Linked DNA regions of Oryctolagus cuniculus: region 1 is linked to region 2. Evidence: chromatin contacts called from public Hi-C data. All regions are on one chromosome and are shown on one strand. Each heading gives the region's core, a stretch centred on a gene start, on an enhancer-like site or on the middle of the called end of the contact. The rest is flanking DNA. Distances are from core to core; before and after follow the strand shown. Region 1 has its middle 110 kb from the start of PCSK1. Region 2 has its middle 9.3 kb from the start of RFESD.

Region 1 (2,700 bases), core at 45-2,544, 720 kb after region 2:
ATTTCACTGGGTGTGCTCCCAGGGCCCCACAAGTATATTCAAGATAAGGAGAAATGTGTCTGGATGGCGTCAGTACTACCCCCAGCACAACAGCTCTGAGAGGCAGCCTAAAGAGATTCAATCTTTCCTATGTGGGGTGGGATTTGGTGGCTGGTCTTGCTGTTCTTTCCAGCCCGCAGGGAGGCCAGGCTGTTGGGAGTGCAGCAGAACATCCTGTGCCCAGCAGGCCTTCTGCCTGCTTGTTTGTGCTTGGACTTGGCTCCCTGTGTTCCCGCTCAGACCTTTGGACCTTGGCAAGGCCACTTCTCATGTTTCTGTCTTGATCCAGGTGCGATTCTGTTTTTGGAGTGGTTGGTTGGGCCCTGTGTGTTGGGGCAATGGGGGTTGTTCAGAGTGTCAGTGGCCATTGCTAAACTGCAGTAACAGGAACAGCACCTGCCCTTGACTTTGAAAAAAAAAGAAACTGTTATTTGAAGAGGAAAGTAATCAAACATCTTTCTTTCCCGATACTTGCTAAAATAGTGAGAGCCAGGCCTCCAGTTTCCATAGTGTTGGTTAAAGGCATTGACTCCTATTGGATTACCACTGCCAGGTGCTTCAACTCTGTGCTTTGGAGTGGCCTGGGCTGGAGCAGCAGTCAGAGGCTTTTGCTAACACAGTAACCTAGGACCCTAGAGAAATGACTTAAACCTCTTAGTGCCTTGTTATCTACAAAATAGAACCCAGATGTGAGAGCACTGTGGCTGGCCAAACATTCCTCCCTGGGGGTTCGTGAAGGGAAGCAGCCAGCCCTCCTGCAGTGTTGTCAGCTTCCTGGAAGAAGCTGGGTGCCATGATTCCCTAATTATGAGGCATAACATTGTCCATCTCACCGAGACATGGATGAGTAGGGGAATTCAGTGCTAAAGCTAAGATCCCACAGGGAACTGGGGAGAACCAACCCACAGCGGGGAGAGAGAGACCCAGATTTGCTTGAGCAGACACAGCCATTTCCGGGCAAGGGCCTCCAAGGGTGAGTGTCAAGGGCACTTTAACACAGAACTTGAAGTCACAGCCTGCAGGCAAACACTTGGGTTACCCTTGCGTAATGCAGGCAGACCCAACCCTGGCCTGTCCTTGGAGGGGAGCTGGGGGGAGGGGGCTCCTGGGCACAACAGCAGCTCTTCTGTTCGACTTGAAGATGCAACCCAGAAGATGAAACCCTTTGGGCCCACCACTGCGGAGAACACAGTGCATTGAGGGTGGCCGTCTCCCAGGGGGTGACCCTCTGGCAGCCCACTCCCCCCCTGGTTCCTGGTGGACGCAGGGAGACGGGCAGTGGGTGGAAAGGGACAACGTGCCGCAGGCTCTGTGGAATGTCATCCTCATTTTAAACCAGAAAGCAGGACAGGCAGTTGGCACAGGGCTGTAGACACCACTTTGGGACACCTGCATCCCATACGGGAGTACCTGGGTTTGAGGCCAGGTTCCTGTTCCAGCTTCCTGTGAATGGGCACCCTGGAAGGCAGGGATGCTGGCTCAAGTACCTGGGTCCCTGACACCCACTTGGGAGACCCAGACTGAGTTCTAGGCTCCTGACTTCAGCCTGGCCAAGACCTACCTCTTAGGAGCATTTGGGCATTAACCAAATTGGATGGGAGATCTCTCTGTCTCTGTGTCTCGTTCTGTCTCTTTGCCTTTCAAACAGAACAACAACAAAAAAAAACAGATAGAATTCATAAACTGGGCATCATCTCAGAAAGATGGTGACAGTCAGTTATGAAACAGGAAAAGATGACGGGGCAGGATTTTTTTATGCAGTCTTAAGAGAAAGAAGCAAATGCAGCCAAGCTGTGTCTTTGCTGTTTGCCTCAAGGTTATATTTTGCAACACATAATGGCAACAATTAAACACGGACACAGTATTATCTAATTTGTGCTGCTGTCTTCCCAGGATCAGGAACATTTTCTGCTGGAGTCCACCTTTATCTCAGGGAGCCTCTGGCAAATAGTTCCATCAGCTCAGGTCCTTTTGTAGAAGGAGCTGGATGCTAAAAGCAGCAGCCCTCGCTCCCCTGAGCCCCTGCCTTCAGGGGTAACATGTTTTTCATCTTTGTTCTGTTCAATTTTTATTTCTGTTAATTTTTAATGAGTGAGTAACTCAATGATCCTGGCTCTGAATCTCAGGAACTGTAGCTTGTTAGGAAGGATTGAGTCAGCTTGATGGCTCCTAATAGACTCTGACGTCCGGTGACATTCACGGTGTGACCGTGGGCTCCCAGGGGGAGAAGTGGCCAATGGGGAGGAATCCAGTCAAAGCCACTTTGGTTGTCTTGAGAGCCATGGGTTTCATGCCCCAGCTGACATTCCTCTCTCCTTTTGTCATCACTTACTTGGGTTCACAAGAAATTGTCACGTCTTCCATGCCAGTGAACAAAACCAATAAGTCTGGAAGGTTTGCTCCAAGTTCTATGAGGTATATGCTGTGACCATGTTCAAATGAACTTACGCCACAGCCATCAATCAGTATACTGGACTGATGATGTTCATGACTAGATATATGAATGATGCTGGAAATTAACTGAATAGTCCCATCATTTATATCCAAAATCTACCATTGCTATCTATGCCCAGGGGAGCCTTGGTGAATATACTTGAGATAGATGTATTTGAAATGATAAAGAAAAATTGGGGCTGGTGCCATGACACAGCAGGTTAAGCC
Region 2 (2,735 bases), core at 134-2,633:
GGAAACACACTCAGAAGTGTCAACAGAAGAGGTGACAATGTGCCACAGGAGGTAAGAGGTGGCCCAGGTGGAACACACGTGCCATGACCCTGAGTCCCATGAGTGACACCAGAGCACGAGGGAGTGAAGTCAGCCCCAGTGCTCCAGGCTTAAAGGGCTGTCCACAAGGGATGTGCAGACCTGGACCCTAGTAACAGAGCCCACCCTCAAAACAGCCCACGCATGCCGGAAGCACCAGCCTTGGCAGGATGCCAGAGGGGCTCCAGTTCCAGAGGTTTCACTCAGACTTGCACTCCTGGACTCTTCCCAGCTGGCATCGGAGAGGCCCGATTGAAAACAACCACTACATGGGGCCAGCACTGTGGTGTAGCAGGTAAAGCCACATCCTATATGGGCACCAGTTCGAGTCCCAGCTGCTCTACTTCCAATCCAGCTCCCTGCTAATATGCCTGTGGAAGCAGTGGAATATGGTCCAAGTGCTTGGGCCCCTGCCCCCATGTGGGAGACCTGGAAGACCTGGAAGAAGCTTCTGGCTCCTGGCTTCAGTATCGCCCAGCTCCAGCCATTGTAGTCATTTGGGGAGTGAACCAGTGGATGGAGGATCTCTCTCTCTCTCTCTCTCTCTCTCTTTTTCTCTCTCTCTCCTTCAAACTCTGCCTTTTAAATAAATACATATTTTTAAAAAAGAAAGAGAGAGAGAGAGAGACGGAAGGAAGGAAGGAAGGAAGGAAGGAAGGAAGGAAGGAAGGGAGGGAGGGAGGGACAGAGGGAAAGAAAACCACCACCAGTAAAACACACAAAGCAAACGAAGCTCTCCATATCAGGGTTTAAAATCCATGCCTAGGATGAAATTGAGGCTCAGAGATGAACTTACTTTGCAAGGTTAAACTTGCTGCCCTTGTTTGAAAAACACTGGAGCTCTTCCCCCTTGCTCATCATACGGTCTCTGCTAGAAGGGGGTCTGAAGCCTGGGCTGACGGCCCCCAGGAGCCACAGCTGCTTCCGTCTCTCTGTGGCATAGGTCCTTCCTTTAGGACTTCCAAGGTTCAGTTTGCTCAGTTCCTATTTTCTTATGAGCCTCATTCTTTTGTGTGTGTGTGTGTGTGTGTGGTGTCTTTTTCTAAAAAAAGATTTATTTTATTTACTTGGAAAACAGAGTTAGAGAAAGGGAAGCTGGATTGGAGCAGCCTGGTTTCGAACCAGCACCCATATGGGATGCCGGTGTTGCAGGCTTTACTCGCTACACCACAGGGTCAGCCCCCGAGCCTCACTCTTAAGCAGTCCCAAGTCTAACCAAGAATCTGAACGTTATGGCATCACTTACTTCCCATGTATCTTCCTAAGTCAGGAAACAACTGAATCCCTGTTGCCATAGCAACTGCCAAGTGACGATGTCTCCGCAGCACCCAGTACCTAGAATTGCCCAAGACTCGGGCACAGGCTTAGGATCTGGGAGCAGAGAAACTTGGCATCAACATCCTCAGGGGAGCTGACACTGTAGAGGCCAAATCTACAACCTGCAGAGGCAAACTCACTTGGGAGGAATCTGCCTCTGAGGTCAGTTCGGACACCACATTTAACAAATCAGAGGAGGTAAGGGGAGTGCCATCCATGTATATATCTCAGGAGTGGTGATTTCAACATTCTTCTTTCCTGAATGTTCAGAAATGTACAAAAGTGGAGGCCAAAGACTCCAGGGGTCTTTCAGTGAAAAGTGCTTCAATGTCACTTGCATTCCGAGCTCTGCAGACAACTGAGCAGGGTCCCGATCTCCCGACACAGAGCTTTCTGGGGAGCACGTCTTTCCAGCCCTGTGCCTCAGCGGCTTTGGCTAAGCAATCCACCGTGGTGGCCAGGTTCCCTATGCTATCTCGGCTCCTTGGAAGGGTGCAGCATGTCTTTGCAAGTGTGGACGCATGATGTGAATCTGAACTTTGCCCCTCTCTGGCCTAGAACTCAGAATAAAATTTGGAGCAGCTCAGGTAGTGCTGTCCACCCCACCTGTCATGGATGATTTCCAGACAGATACTCAATAATGCTATGCAGAACATGTACTTTACATTTTAAATAAAAAGAAAAGCTAATTCAATCTTTCCTATAGCATAGAAAATTAACAAAGTCATTCCTTGTAGTCCTGGGACAGGTTTGTGTACATGAGGCATGGGAATTCTAATGCATTCTATTTTATGTGAATCCTACCAAGAAAGACATAAGGAGGAGCCAGTGTCATGTAACAGCAGGTCAAGCCACTGCCTACAATGCCTGCATCCCATGTGGGCACAGTTTGAGTCCAGCTGCTCCACTTCCAATCCAACTCCATGCTTATGCATCTGGAAAAGCAGTAAAAGATGGTCCAAGTGCTTGGGCCCCTGTCACCCATGTGGAAAAACTGAATGAAGCTGTAACTCTGCCTTTCAAATAAATAAGTAAATGTTAAAATTAAAAAAGGACAGACATAAGGGAACTTGGTACATAAGTTAAGACACAGCCTTGGGACACCAGTGTTCCATCTGGCATGCCTAGTTTTCAGTCCCAGCTTCATTCAAATTCCAGCTTCCTTTGTATTTCTGAAAAAGATTTATTTATTTATTTATTTATTTATTTAGCAGAGTAACAGATAGAGGGAAAGAAACAGAGACAGAGTGAGAGATCGTCCATCCACTGATTCACTCCCCAAATGATCACTACAACCAGGGCTGGACCGGGCCAAAACCAGGAGCCAGGGACTCCAACTG

Evidence for each region. A called contact is a pair of places that touch in the nucleus more often than the background predicts.
Region 1: a Hi-C map of an unstated tissue shows a contact between it and region 2, with 4 times the contacts expected there. The contact joins two enhancer-like sites. A contact is called at or near these places in 2 of 6 Hi-C or Micro-C datasets (ear pinna and an unstated tissue).

What each region holds. Positions count from the first base shown.
Region 1 is chr14:18,949,812-18,952,511 of mOryCun1.1, forward strand. No RefSeq gene overlaps it. Among named protein-coding and RNA genes, the nearest start is that of PCSK1, 110 kb to the right of the region's middle. Within about 2 kb of position 1,295, at least 1 of the 8 cell types and tissues checked has an H3K27ac peak or open chromatin away from gene starts, as enhancers often do.
Region 2 is chr14:18,231,913-18,234,647 of mOryCun1.1, forward strand. No RefSeq gene overlaps it. Among named protein-coding and RNA genes, the nearest start is that of RFESD, 9.3 kb to the right of the region's middle. Within about 2 kb of position 1,384, at least 2 of the 8 cell types and tissues checked have an H3K27ac peak or open chromatin away from gene starts, as enhancers often do.